Linked DNA regions of Mus musculus: region 2 is linked to region 1. The links are chromatin contacts, called in public promoter capture Hi-C maps. All regions are on one chromosome and are shown on one strand. The core of a region is the stretch at or near the end of the contact, and the rest is flanking DNA. Distances in the headings are between cores, read along the strand shown.

What was found. Promoter capture Hi-C pulls out the DNA fragments that hold promoters and counts their contacts.
Region 2: a promoter capture Hi-C map of macrophages shows a contact between it and region 1, with 9 read pairs. The contact joins the promoter of Slc41a2 here to the enhancer-like site in region 1. A contact is called at or near these places in 3 of 39 promoter capture datasets (the 3T3-L1 cell line, 3T3-L1-derived adipocytes and macrophages), 14 of 484 Hi-C or Micro-C datasets (the HL-1 cell line, Sertoli cells, bone marrow-derived macrophages and 5 more), 7 of 115 datasets of contacts at active chromatin or transcription factors (bone marrow-derived dendritic cells, bone marrow-derived macrophages, embryonic fibroblasts and 2 more) and 3 of 9 other capture datasets (adipose tissue, bone marrow-derived macrophages and pancreatic islet).

What each region holds. Positions count from the first base shown.
Region 1 is chr10:83,297,364-83,304,788 of GRCm38.p6, forward strand. It overlaps Slc41a2 (solute carrier family 41, member 2), which reads right to left. Exons shown (of 11, transcript NM_177388.3): 4 at 6,941-7,012; 5 at 3,799-3,943. Among named protein-coding and RNA genes, the nearest start is that of Slc41a2, 37 kb to the right of the region's middle. Within about 2 kb of position 4,263, at least 79 of the 459 cell types and tissues checked have an H3K27ac peak or open chromatin away from gene starts, as enhancers often do. A contact at or near this core is called in the HL-1 cell line, adipose tissue, bone marrow-derived macrophages and 4 more, where this site is marked.
Region 2 is chr10:83,332,930-83,340,354 of GRCm38.p6, forward strand. Slc41a2 (solute carrier family 41, member 2) reads right to left here and starts at 4,888. Exons shown (of 11, transcript NM_177388.3): 1 at 4,831-4,888. It overlaps Gm40722 (predicted gene, 40722), which reads left to right and starts at 5,760. Exons shown (of 2, transcript NR_168611.1): 1 at 5,760-5,943; 2 at 6,462-6,705.

The DNA.
Region 1 (7,425 bases), core at 3,013-5,512:
GAAATACACAGCATGGATAAACAGCACATTGGTTTCAGTTAGAATGTTCGAACAAACTGACTGAGGAAACAAAACATTTTACTGTAACCACTAAGGCAAAATGCCCTTCCACAAACTATAAAAGATCACAGGACATACTGATTCAATGTTGCATTGACTGTAAAATTAAAACTTGAATTTCTGATTTAATGAGGTATATGCTTTAAATGTAATACATACATACATATATACATATATATGTGAGTGTGTATATATATATATATATATATATATATATATATATATATCAAACCAAAGATTTTAATTTTAACCCTTGAAGTGTGAAAATGTTAAAAAGAGAATAGTCCTATTTCTGTGCATAGTAAAAAAAAATGCCATATATGGTAACTAAAATTGCTTCTTCTTATTTTCCAAAACAAAGTATAAGGAAGCAAGACATAATTACAATTTGAACTCTAGGGTTCAGAACAGAGGATACAAGACACTCTTGGGAGATAATTTGGTCAGTGAGTTAGAGCACTTGTTCTTACAGGGGACCTATAAGATTCTCTGCATCCACCTGACACTCTGTTGCACAGGCATATGTACAAGCAAAATATGGACTCATATACAGTAAATACAATAAAAACCAAAAGGGAGAATGAAAAGAAGGGGGAGTGGTAGGGATGGAGAAATGGCCCAGTGGTTAAGAGCACTGACTATTCTTCCACAGGTCCTGAGTTCAAATCCTGTCAACCACATGGTGCCTCACAACCATCTGCAATGGGATCTGATGCCCTCTTCTGATGTGTCTGAGGACAGCAACAGTGTCATATACATAAATCTTTTTTTTTTAAGGGAAAATGGCAAGAATATGTTTGTTTGTTTGTTTGTTTGTTTGTTTGTTTAAAAAGTAATAGTCTTTGGGGCTGGAGAGACGGTTCAGTCATTAAGTGCACTGACTGCTCTTGCAGAAGACCTGAGTCTGGTTTCCAGTACCCATGTGCTGACTTACAACAATATGTAACTCAAGTTTCTGGGGCTACACCTTCTTTTGGTCTTCAAGGGCACCTGGCCTGGACATATTGCGCACACACACACACACACACACACACACACACACATGTAGGCAAAGCATTCATACTCATAAAGTAAGAATAATTAAATCTTTTTTTAAAACTAAATAAAGAAGAAGGGGTGCTGGTATATGTCTTTAATGCAAGAATTTGGGAGGGAAAGGCAGAAGCCAGTGATTATCTGACTTCAAGGCCAGCCAGTTCCAGGCTAGCTGAGGACATTTGACAAGACCTTATAAACAAAAACAAATAAACAAAAAGTTTAAAAGATACTGTTTTTCTTTTTTGAGACAGGATCTCACTCACTATGTAGCTTTTACATGTCCTGGGACTTGCTATGTCGACCAGGCTGACCTTGAACTCACAAAGAACTGCATGCCTCTCCCTCTTGGTGCTGGGATTGAAGGCGTCAAGTACCATACCCAGCTTACAAAGTACTCTCTGGCTCAAGTTCCTGTCTCTCAGCAGTGACAGATGAAATGTGACTGAGTGCTTACACTGTCAGATCCTTATTTTCTTGAATCATACAAATGAAAAAAAAAAAAAAAGAAGTGTAACACTTATGTCCATAACCAAGAGTATAAGAAAAGAAGCAAAAGGAAAGAACATCATACAAAGAAATGGGAAGTGTGTAGCTCGCACGGTACCGTATATCAGTCTGAAGCAGAAGCATTGTGGGAAGGGATTAACAGCATCTCACACCTTCAGAGTACCCTTGGCTGTAAACATTTTATTCTGGCATGCTAGCTTTATGGGTAATAAGCCCAACGTCTAGGGAATAGGGCTTAAAATCTTGCCAGAGGCCACACAGTTTACGATTCTGCTCCACTACCCAGCACCCTAGCTCATAAAGCCAAACCTGCAAGCAGCAGAATTTGTGTCTTGTACCAATTGATGCTCACATCTTATATACCAGGAGGTTTTCATCATCAGAGCTCCTCTTTCCATAGTGCATTTGAAAAGGGAAGGAAAATGTTTGCATAGCCGTCCAAGATCCTACAGAAACCTTTCTCCAGATCAGCACCTTTAGAGCCCTACATGCAGATGCTTCTGGGCTATACCATGTTCATCCTGGAAACCGCACACACAGCCCAGTGGACAGCTGGGAGTCGGAGAACCGAGCTGTAATTTGACTGTACTGCTGATAAGGGGGTGAAGCTTCCTCACCTAGGAAGAGAAGTTTACAGTACCCACTTTACACATATTAAAATGGCTAAGATATCAAGCAGCCATATAAAGTGAATAAAGCCAGATAAAGTGAGGAACATAAAAATTCACTTAAAAAATTGAGCTTTGAAAACTGTAGATATTTCACACTTGATATATTGAAAAATTTTAAGTAGCACTTTCTAAATGAAACAAAGTCAGAAAGAGGTACTATTGTTATTATTATTATTTTAATGCAGCAAGATCTATCCAGGCATGGGTCATGCCTTTGATCACAAACAACTGGGAGGCAGAGGTAGGGGCATCTTTGTGAGTTTGAGGCCATCCTGGTCTACATAGAGAGTTCCAGGACAACCAGGGCTACATAGAGAGATTCCTGTCTCAAAAACCAAACCAAACCAAACCAAAACAAAACAAACCCACAACTAACAAAAAAATGTAGTAAAAACTAAGCTTCAGTGATTATATTCTGTAACGTACATGGAGCCTAATATAGTGCTCATATCAATAAATACAAAGAAGATAATCCTATAAATTCTAATGCAGTTAATGTTTATTTGGGGGATGTGGTATTTGAGACAGGGTTTCTCTGTGAAGCCCTGGCTGTCCTGGAACTCGATTTGTAGATCAGGCTGCCCTCAAACTCAGAGATCCACCCCTTTCTGACTGCCAAGCGCTAGGATCAAAGGCATGTGCCACCACCACCCAGCTCAGTTAATTCTTTTAAGTTCTGTTTTTTAAATATATAACCCAAAATATGCTACCTTAAGCATAAGTACAAGGTTATGTTTATAGTGCCACAGAAATGTAAACTTTGGGTTTTTAGTTTATTTTTTGTTTTTTATGTGTATACTTGTGTGGCTGAGTGGCCGAGTACACACGTGAGTGCAGATGCCCTCTGACGATCATGGTGTTGGATCCATCCTTCACCGTGGGCTGTAGTCACAGGCAATTGTGAGCTGCCTCATTTAGGTTCTGGGAACTGAACTAAGGTCCTCTAGCAGCATGGAAGTACCCTCAACCAAAAATTTAAATGAGGGATTGCTTTTGAAACTAAGAATCCCTGGAATGCTTGTGACAAGCCAGAAAGTCCCCTGTGTGACTTCCAGGAAAGCATTTCTTAACTCTTAAAGTATAGTATTCTTACTGAAAACTGAGCCAGAACATCTACCTATGGCCAAGGGGCCGAGCTCAAAAAGCCTGTCCTCCACTGTGTCTGTAAATAATGAAACAAATAAAATTAATCAGGTGGTGGTGCACGCCTTTAATCCCAGTACTCAGGAGGCAGAAGGTGGTAGACCTCTGTGAGTTTGAGGCCAGCCTGGTCCAGCACAGCTAGGGCTGTATACAAAGAACTCAAGTAGATGGATGGATGGATGGATAGATGGATGGATGGATAGGTAGATAGGTAGATGAGACAGAGAAATAAATTTGAACTAAGGCTCTTTAAAGTTTATGTGGAAATTTGCTACCATTTTCATTATGAACAAATATTTTAAAAGTTGCCATCCTGGGAAATCAATCCTTTTATTGAAATGTCAAGAACTGCCAAGTCGACCTTCACAGATCCCCTTACCCTGCAGTAGAGATGCGATGAAGGCCGTTGCCACACTGCTGGAGCACAGAAGTATGGAATGGCTGAGGTAATACTTCCCTTCTGGAATCCAGCCCAGTATGATGGCTGCCACAGCTGCTAAAAAGCCAACCACTGTGGCCTGAACCTAAAAACATTTTTGTGAAATCCAGATTAGTAATTTTTAAAACATTAAACTATCATTAGTTAATCATTACATACAAGATCATTAGGGTGCTGGGTATGGTTTACTGAACTGCTTTCACTTTGAAGGGGCTCCTGGGTTTTAGTTTTATTACCACTTAAGACAGTGGGCTCTCCAAATGCCCTGATCTGTGTCAACAGGTGTGGAGTGAGGGGTCACTTCTTTTTGTTTTGTTTTTGAGACAGAGTCTCTCTGTGTTGTCCTGGATGGTCTGGAACTCACCATGTAGACAGAGCTGAACTCAAACTCTCACAGATGTACCTCCTGATGTGGGTGCTGAGCACCAAACTCCAGCACTCATAGGGAGCAGAGAGTGGTCTCACCTGCTGAGCCATCTCTCCAGCCCCTCCAAGCCTGTCCTCAAGTACTCTATGTCCAGCTCCTCACAAGTGTCCCTGGTGCGCTTCAGGGAGAAGATAACTTCCCCTAGTTCAGCCCTCAGCCCCCATTTTCTCTTCTTCCCTTTCTCAGTGGTAACCGCTCTGACCTAGAGGGCATCTGCTGTTTCCTGTTCATCACGTGTCCATGGGGGAGTAAACCAAACATGTTGGCAACCAGAGTCAGCAAATTCCTAGCCATCTCTGGCAACCATCCTAACCCAGTTACAGGAAAGAGTGGCAAGGGAGGGACTGCCAGAGGCTGGCATGGGGACTTTTGCAATGACCTGTGTAGATCGCCCAGGACAGGTTCATGTTCACAGCTTAAGACTGTTCAGTGCTTAAATCCATATATTCTCAACTTTTTAACTTGTTATAGTGCTCTCTTTATCTATAAATATTTAGAAGGTCTTGGTTTTGTTTTGCTATTGTTACAGGGAACATTTTGTACGCTAGGCAAGCAGTCTCCCTCTGATGTACATCCCTGTTCTTAAATGTTTTTCCCACCCCTGCTTAGATTTCTACAAGGTCCAGCTGAAATGTTCTTAGAATTTTCTAAGAAAATACTATGGCTGAAGAGACAAAATGAAGCCCAGAAAGATTATATGAATTAACAAAGGCTCTTCATCTGGGTGACATTAGAGTTGAGGTTATGGCTCAGCTTTTATTCCCAGGAACTCTTTGTCCCTGAGATGCAATGCACCAAATTATATTCCCACAACCAGGTTCTCAATCTTGGGGCCTAGCTGAGCTAACACTAAAATGAGTGTATATTCCTGGTGCTCAAACTAGCTAAAGAGTTACTCATGGCAGGTGAAATCTCTGACTTAAAAAGTTAGGGAAGAATAGATAAAGAGGCAGAAGAGACACCTGAGACTAGTAAGAGTAATATATGTGTGTGTGTGTGTGTGTGTGTGTGTGTGTGTGTGTGTGTGTGTGTGTATATATATATGTATATGTGTGTATATATATATGTATATATATGTATGTATATATACATATATATATATATATATTTCCTGGGATGATATGTAATTCCTGGGTTAGGACATATGCTATTGGTATTCGAGTGAGTTTATTAATATTAATGGTAACAGTGAGGTAGAAAAATCAGCATTAATAGATGAATGAGCACAGTCCCAGGAAAGAGCTCACTTTAATTAAGCAACTAATACTTACTTAGACTTTCTAATTTAATTTCTTGGAGAAATTAATGCTAATTTCTTATTTCTAATACTAATTTAGAAGAATTAAAGTAGTCTTGTTATTGGCTCCTGTAGACCCAGGAAGATTCATCTGAACACAGGAGTTTGAGATCAGACCAGGAAACACAGGTATCACCTCAAAAAAGCAAAAACTTCTACAACTAATACAAACAAACAAAACACAAAGAGCAGGGCCTGGTGAGTGTGCCTGAGAGGCTGAGGCAGGGGGATTCTGTCTGACTGTAAGGCCATCCTGAGCAACACTAAAAGGATGCCCCAAAACTCATAAAGACGGGGCGAGAGATGTGGGTCAACTGAAAGAGTGCTCGGCTGACATGCACAAAGCAATGGGTTATCCCAGTCCCCATATAAACCACAACTGCTGGTGCACATCTGTGGTCCTTGCACTGAGGAGGAGAGTGGGATCAGAAGTTCAAGGTCACCCTCACTTACATACAAAGTTTAAGGCTACATGAGATCCTGTCTAGGCCTCCCCATTACAGTCATAATAGAAAAGTAGAGCCGTAAATGAAAGCAGAGAAATAGCACATGCAGAGACTTAAGTGAGTATCCACACACACACACACACACACACACACACACACTGCAGGCTCATGTATTTGAATGCTTAGACACCTGTGAGTGGAACTGTTTGGGAAGGATTAGGAAGGGGAGAGGGGGCTTATTGGAAGGTGTGTGTCACTGGGAGAGGACTTTGAAGTTTCAAAAGCCCTTACCAGGCCCAGGCTCTGAGTCTCTGTCTCTCTCTGTCTCTTGTCTCTCTCTGTATGTCTCTGTCTGTTTCTCTCTCTCCCTTCCCCCACCTCTGTGTTTGTGTGTGTATGTCTGTCCTCCTCTCTCTCTCTTTCTCTCTCTTTCTCTCTATCTGTCTGTATGTCTGTCTGTCACTGCATGCTGCTGATCAGGATATAACGCTCTCAGCTACTGCTCATGCACCATGCCTGTCTGCTTCCAGCCATACCAGACTCTAAACTGTAAGCGGGCCCCCAGTTAAACACGTTCTGTTAAAAGGGTTGGTCATGGTGTCTTTTCATAGCAACGGAACAGTAATTAAGGCAAAGTAAGTAATTAAACAACAAAGTCTTAAATAGTTGTATAAGTATCAGTACAAAGGTTAGCTCTATTGCAGTTAGAGGGTTTTTCCATGTCTTTCAGTATTTGTATACTTTTTTTACATTTGGAAGAAAATAATCAGTTTCTAGAAATAAAATAACTTTCAAAGGCCCTGGGTATCAATCAATTGATTCCATTAGCTTTTGGGGTTACTGAGTTAGAATCTGATGTCTTGAATGGTAGGCTTCACATCCGAGCTCTGTGACTAAGCACCCACCACTTACCTGCTTTAAAGCCAAGTTGCCAATGATTAGATTCCACTTCTCAATGGGTGAGTCCATCTTCCCAACATTTACCTGCGAAGAGGATACTTTTATGATCCGCTCTGCTGTCTGCTTCATTTAAACAGAACCCAAAGTACACAATACACCTCTCGTAATAATTCTGCTGTGTGCAGCCTGTGCTCAGAACAAGTCCCAGCTCACCATCGGCCTGCTGCGTGACATCCGGCTTGGTCAAGATGGGAAAATAGGGTCTTAGGTGACAAGTTAGTCATCCACCTGCTGGAGGACAGTGCCACCTGTCATCCTCACACCAAGTTTGCTATACTAAGGCCCAATAGAAAGAGTGGTAGACAAACCCAGAGACTATTGCATATGCCAGCAAGATTTTGATGAAGGGACCCTGTTCTAGCTGTCTCGTATGAGGCTATGCCAGTGCCTGGCAAATACAGAAGTAGATGCTCACAGTCAGCTATTGGATGGAACAT
Region 2 (7,425 bases), core at 3,638-6,137, 36 kb after region 1:
GGCAGTGTGCCTGCCGTTCAGTCAGGGCGTTCTTATAACAGACCAAGAAGTGGAGAGAGAGGAAACACAGACGTGTTTGAGGATGGGCAGGTGGATGCAGGGCGGATGCCGATCTGAGCTGGTCACTGCAAAAAGCATTCTTACTGTAAGAAGAGAACAGTTTTCCTGGACTGCAGCACGGTGGCTGGGGCTCAAAAGAGCTAGCAGGATCTGAAAGTTTTTCAGTACGCTGCCATAAAACCCTTACACAAAGAAGGAAAGAAGCCTTTGGGACCAAAGCACCCAAAATTCAGCGCTGTCACTCCCCGTGTCCTGCAACACAAACACATTACTCTGAAGAAACGACACACTAAGACAAACAAGGAAGAGGTGCAGATTGCCAAGAGATGTAAGCTGTCCTCAATGAGAGCTTCCACTCCTGAGTCCAGTCCAGAATAAACTCTCAAGAATACATATATGTGTATGCATGTATACATACATGTGTGTATACATATATCTATACGTATATTAAAAAGAATAGCAGATACTGATCCAACCTTGGGGAAAAGAACAAAGAACTGAATGAAGGAAAGCTTTTCCCACTTTTACTACTCAGATTTTTAAATTTTTTTTGGAGAAAGATCTCTGGACTTACTACAATATTACCTTCCAATTATTTCTTACTCTTGCCTTTTCTCTCCATATTCTGGTGCACACTTTCTTAAATATTGCAAGTTTTGTTCAACTCTCTAGAAATTCCTTTTTAAATTTTTTTTTTTGTTTGTTTGTTTTTGAGACAGCGTCTCTCTACACAGCCCTGGCTGTAGACCAGGCTGACCTAAAATTCAGAGAGATTATCATGCCCGTCTCCACCAAGCCTGGCTAAAACATTCTCCAATCCTATATGTACCTGTCCTTTCTGTCCTTAACTCAAAATTCCTATTTCCTTAGTAGCTGCTCAGCAAGAAAGGAAAATGGCTAAATCCACCGACATAAAGGTTAAACTAGATGGGGCTGGAGAGACAGCTCAGAGGTCAACACCTCTTCCCGAGGGCCCACATGGCAGCTCACAAGACTATCTATGTTCATTTCTATGTATTTTAAAGGTAAATAAACTTAACTGCAGTCATTTCACAGAGATAAGGGGTCCCTAGAAAAGTCCACTACATAAATCAGGCAAGTCCACTCAGACCATAATTTCCCAGGGATTGAGGTGTGAACAGTGGTGCACACCTTCAATCCCAGCACTAGGGAGGCAAAAGCAGGTGAATCTCTGAGAGTTCAAAGCCAGCCTCCTCTACATAGTGAATCCCAGGACAGCCAGGGCTCCGTAAGAGAGACACTGTCTCGGAAAGCAACCAGAAATCAATTCCCCCAAACCTGTCCGTTTTCATTGCCACCTGCTTGTAGAACATCTTGGGTTTGGGGTGATTTTCTTTATTTGTAACAGTTTCACTTGGCAGCCCTGGCTGGCCTTAAACCCACAGAGTTCCAGTACTGGAATGACAGGTATGTACCACCTTGCCCAGTTTACAGATAGCCTTCCTCAGCAAGAGGTCCCAAAGCTGCAGGGAGCAGAGGAGGACGTGTGGAACAGCGAATAACAGATCAGGGTTTATACTTAAATTGTTGACCAAGCTCGTTAGGGGAATCAGCAAAAACACACTGAGGCTCCATATTGATGCTGTCAGCCGATTTCTAAGGTAGGCCACGGGTGAGGCACAAGAACGGTTCAATTATGTGTTTTTTCGTTTACAGGTTGGAGGGCAGGACTGGGCTGTCCCTCGCCTACTTTACATCAGTTGCTCCCCATTATTTCTCCACGGAAATCTTTGACCTCCTTCTTTTCTCTAAAATTCCTGAAGTTTGATAGCATATGTTCAAACAGTAACAGATTTCCTTGCATGACCAGACCATTCAGTCTCCTGTGCCTTTTCTTAGAACCACCCACACCTCTTACAAACGGCATTGTTAGCCAAGAACCTTACCAAGTCGGTTAGGTTAGAACCCTCTCCCAGGTATGTGATGAAGTGGGTCTGGATCCTTCATCTCGGTGTCCCACCACCAAGTCTGTCTTCAGCGGGAATCATTTTAAGATGATTTTCCCAGAACCCCCCTCTCTGGGGATGCCTCCTTTCAGCACCTTTCTATCCACTGCCCCCTCCCCTGCTCTTCACCTATGCATTCCTGCCCCTCCACACATAGTCAGGGTTAAGTCCCATCTCCCCCCCAATGCCAAACCCATTGCCATGGCTCATCTACTACTACAGTGGCCTTCCATCAAGTTCCTCACCATACAAGTTCCATCAGATACTTTTTTCTTTAGTAGCAATTAGATCCATGGAGAAGAGAACTGGAGTTCAGAGAAATGCCATCTCTTCTAGTAACTTTGGGAAGAAAGACCTTAGGCTGGATTTGTACACACACAGAAATCCCCCATGCAGAAAGCAGGGCGACATCCATTCAGTTCCAGATGACTCTTAATCTCAGCTCCAGCAAAATGTTTTTCACTCGAGGTGCCAGTGGATACCTGCAAGCCCAGTACTTGGGAAGCAGAGACAGAAGGACTGCTGCAATCTCAAGGCCAGCCTGATCTACAAACACATACACACACACACACACACACACACACACAGAGAGAGAGAGAGAGAGAGAGAGAGAGAGAGAGAGAGCTAAAAAAGCAAATATAATGTCTAGCATCCACAAATATCATAACTGCAATAGAAACTACACAGACCGAAAGGAGAAAAGTACTTTTTACTTTACTGGGAAGTACATGAGATTTTGTTTGAGTGATTTGTTTAACATCCAACATAAATTACTTGTAGCTAATAAGTGAAACTTTTCAAACATATAATATACAAAAATAGCCTAAAGTCCCAGCAGGACACCCAGGACCATACCTCCTGTGGCTTTTCTCAAGAAAGCCAAAGAAAGAAAATCACAATAAAATGCCCAGGAATGACCAGGTAAAAGGTGAAGCGTTCTGAAAGAGTCAAATGCCTCTTAATCATATTTTTATGCTACTTTGCCAGTGGCAGTCAAGAATCTAGAATTTTTCCTATAATGAATAAGACATCTCAGCAACAATAACAAAAAAATCAAATATGACAGCAAAAATAGGAGTGGAGGGTCTAAACAGAAATCTCTCCAAAACAGATACACATATGGCCAATAAGCATACAAAAGGCGTTTTAATCTCTTGTCTGAGATGCAAATTAAAACCAGGAAAAACACTAGGATAGCTTAAAAAAAAAACAGTAAAAAATAACGTGTCGGTCGTTGGCGGTTTAAGGAAAACGCAGCCCGCATAAACTGGTGGAGTATAAAACGTAGCAACAACTTTGATTAAAGTCTGAAAGTTTCTCAAAAATGTTAAGTACCAAGCAATTCCACACCTAAGGTTTGGGGCATTTAAAACACACATCCACAGAAGTTCTAGCAGCATCATATCCGATGGCTAAAAGGTGAAAAGCAATGAATGCCATTTCATTAACTGGTGAATGGGCACACACCGCATTATCAGTCATTCAGCTCCAAGAAAGTAGAGAGCCGACCCACACTAATTACACCATGAATGAGCTTTGAAAACAGTCTGGCTACGTGAAGGAAGCCAGACAAAAAGCCACAGACACGTTGGTTGGGTGTGGTACAATCCTGTGTGAGATCACCACTTGAGAAATTGAGGCAGGAGGACCACGAATTCTGATTAGCCTCAACTATAAGGGAAGAGTCAAAATCTTGTCTTTAAACGGAGGAGGTGGGAAACCACAAATACTGTATGATTTCATTAGTGTCTCCAAAGAGCAAATGCATAGGCACAGAAAAATTAGTTGGGGCAGTGGGGGGAATGGGTGGCAAGCAACTAAAAGGTATAGGGTTTCGTTTGGAGATATATATATATATATATATATATATATACATACATACATACATACATATATATATATATATGTATATATATATATATATATATAGAGAGAGAGAGAGAGAGATAGTAGTGACAGTTACAAAACTAGATGAATACACGTAAAGCCACCTTTGGGAGAGATAAGTAGCACGTATGCTACATGACTCATCGGTCAATCAAGCGTCCATTTACAAAAAGATGACACCGGGGCACTATACCTAAGAACATAATATATAGGTAACACACAAACATGCCAGCTCTCGCCATAAATGGACACCGAGGCTTCTTAAAATTGAGGTATAGTGTGCATCCATAAAGCCAAGAACTGGGTGGCAACGCTGCTGAGCCCCGAAGCAGGCTCCAGGGGTGAGCGCAACCCGCCTCGCAGCATCTGCATCCGAGCTCACCTTCCTCCATCCCTCGGCGCGCGCCCCCAGTCACGGCCACCGGAGCCGGGCAGCGGCGGGCAGGGCTGGACAGAACGGGGCGGCCTCGGGTCCCGCCGGGCGAGGCTCCAGCATCCGGCCGCACCACCGCCCTCCCACACCTAGCCGTGCCTCTGTCTCCGCTCCCGCCGCGGCAGCCTGCGCCGAGCCCGAGCGCGGCGACGCTCTGGGAGTCGGTGAGCCCGGCCCAGCCCCGCGGGCCCGCCTCGCCTCCTCGCTGCCACTGACAGTCGCCCGATGCCCGCGGCCACTCGCGCGCACCCCGCCCCGCCCCGCGCACGCGCGCAGCCGGCTGGGCCCGCGGAGAGCCGCTGATGTGGCCGCCCGGAGGCTACCCGGATCCGCGGCCGCGCCCCGGCAGCCGCCCGCCCGCCGGCTTGTTCGCCTGCCCACTTGACCGCTCGCCCTCCTGCCAGCTACGACTCCTGGCTGGTTAGCTTAGGCTGTCCTGCGCATCCTCCCAACCGCATCCCAGCCCGCGCATCCTCCTCTCACCGCTCCGTCAGCCCCGGGCCTCGTCGGGGGTCCAGCTCGCGTTCCTTGCTGAGCGGAATGAAGCCGAGGACGTGGGAGTCGTTCGTTGCGCTCTTCTGGGAGGCCAAAGGACGGGGAGGAGACGTGCGGGCAGCGCGTCACGCCCTCCGAGCGCCTGGCAGGGTCAGAGCCAAGTGCACTGCGCTGCTCAGCCGAGCTTTGCAGTTTGCCCACGCTCGAGTTTTGGGAGCCAAGGTAGACTTGAGCCAGAATTTGCCAAGGAAAATCGGGGGCTGCTTCCATGACTGTTTGTTAAGCACCTACTATGTGCGGTTCAGCTAGTGGGACTCCACCATCCCACCCTGCAAAGATGTGAGCCCCAGAGCACTGACTCTTGGGGGGAAACTGCTCGTTTTGATTCTGAGGCTATTATTCTATTACCTTAGACCAAAGTTTTCACCAAATTCAGATGGGGGTAATTTAGCACCTTTTCAGGTGGGGACAGGGACACACACACAGAGACACTTCCATCTGACTGGACATGATGGCACCTGTCTTTAATCTCAGAGCCAGGTAGTTCTCAGTGAGTTCAAGACCAGTTCTCTACTCAGCAAGTTCCAGGAAAACCAGGGTTACATTGTGAGATCTTGTCTCAAAACAAAACAAAACAACAACCACCCTCATTTTCTTGTGGGTTTTTTTTTTTTTTTTTTTTTTTTTTTTTTTTTTTGGTTTTTCGAGACAGGGTTTCTCTGTGTAGGTCTGGCTGTCCTGGAACTCACTTTGTAGACCAGGCTGGCCTAGAACTCAGAAATCCGCCTGCCTCTGCCTCCCAAGTGCTAGGATTAAAGGCGTGCGCCACCACGCCCGGCTTGGGTTGGTTTTTTTTGTTTGTTTGTTTGTTTGTTTTTTTGTTTTTTTTTGTTTTTTTTTTTTTTTTTTTTTTTTTAAACCCTAGAGGACAAAGTCTCTCTGTGCAGCTCTGACTGGCCTGACACCTGTTATGTAGCCCAAGCTGCCTTTGAACTCACAGAGAGCTGTCTGCCTCAGCCTCTCAATGCTGGGATTGAAGGCGCACACCATCATTTTCCAACCTTCTCTCAAACTCTTACCCTTCCTGTTCTGGAATTACAGGTATGTACTATTGTGCCCAGCCCTAGATCAAATTTTGTGTGTGTGGGCTGGGTGCGGGGGTGGGAGGGAGTTAAAGACAGGAGATATGCTTAGCAGTTACAAACAGGTACTGCTCTTGCACAGGACACAAATTTAGTTTCCAGCACCTACCTACACACACACACACACACACACACACACACACACACCTGGAAACACCAGCTTAGCTGGACGAAGTGCCTTCTTTTGCCTTCCACGGGCATTAATTAGCATTCATGAGCACATACCCAATCCGTGCACACAGATATACAGTAATTTAAAATCTTTAAAGGATTTTAAAATTCCTTTAGGAATGAAAACATTTCTATGAAGAACATGGGTGTTGAATTTAAAGTTACAGGGAGTCGTTATTTTGGTTTAGGGTTCTGTGCTAAACCCCCAAAATGGAGTCACTTACCATTAACCAACTGCCCCACTTTCCCAGAAACCTGTATGAATTGCATGATGTTGAAGCAGCCTCTGCCTTAATTTTTACACAGGCAAACCTGATGCTGAGTCCTCTGTTGCTCCCACCCCACCCCTCCTGTCTCTATCTTAAAAGAGAAGGAACTTTCAGCCTCCCAGTCTGCTCCTGGGTTTCTTGTTTCTACTTTCTTCGGCCCCTTTGAGTCTGTGAAAGAAACCAATACCGACCTCATTGGAATGCTCACTCTGTTTTGTGAAATGAACTATGGCCCAGTTTTACAATCAGAAGATAAAGCCAATTAAAACCCTTAAACTAAATGGTTGTAATTTTGTCTGTTGACATAGGAAAGCCTCGATTACATTCATTTCCAGATTGTCTTCCTTTTGGTTTAACTACTATCATAGTCAGGGTATTCTTGCTGTGAAAAGACACCATGACCACAGCAACTCTTATCGATGACAACATTTAACTGGGACTGTTTCAGAGGTTCAGTCCATTATCACCACAGTGGAAAGCATGGTGGCATGCAGGCAGACTCGGTGCTGGACAAGGAGCTGGGAATTCTACATCCGGATGGCACTGGTGTGGCTTGAACATCTGAGACCTCAAAGCCCACCCACAGTAACTCACCTGTTCCAACAAGGCCACACCTCCTAATAGTGCCACTCCATCTTAAAGAACTGCATCTTAATAGAAGGTGATTAGCTGCTCCAAAAAGTGTCAGAAAGTTTAACAGGTAAGTGTGTCTTCCTGGTTCCCTGGCTCTGGGAGTCTCTTCAACTTCCCACTCAAAAACACCCATCCAGAACTGGGTGTGACTGGGGCATGCCTTTAATCCCAGCTCTTAAGGAGCAGAGGCAATGGATCTCTGAGGTTGAGACCAACCTGGTTTACTGAATAAGTTCCAAGACAGAAACCTTGTCTCAAACAACAACAAAACACCCATCAGAAGCCAGCCCCTGCCATTTTTCCTGAGAAAGCTGGAGGTTTCAAGTACCCTCCATTCAGTTGACTGAAGCTACGTTTCTGCTTATATA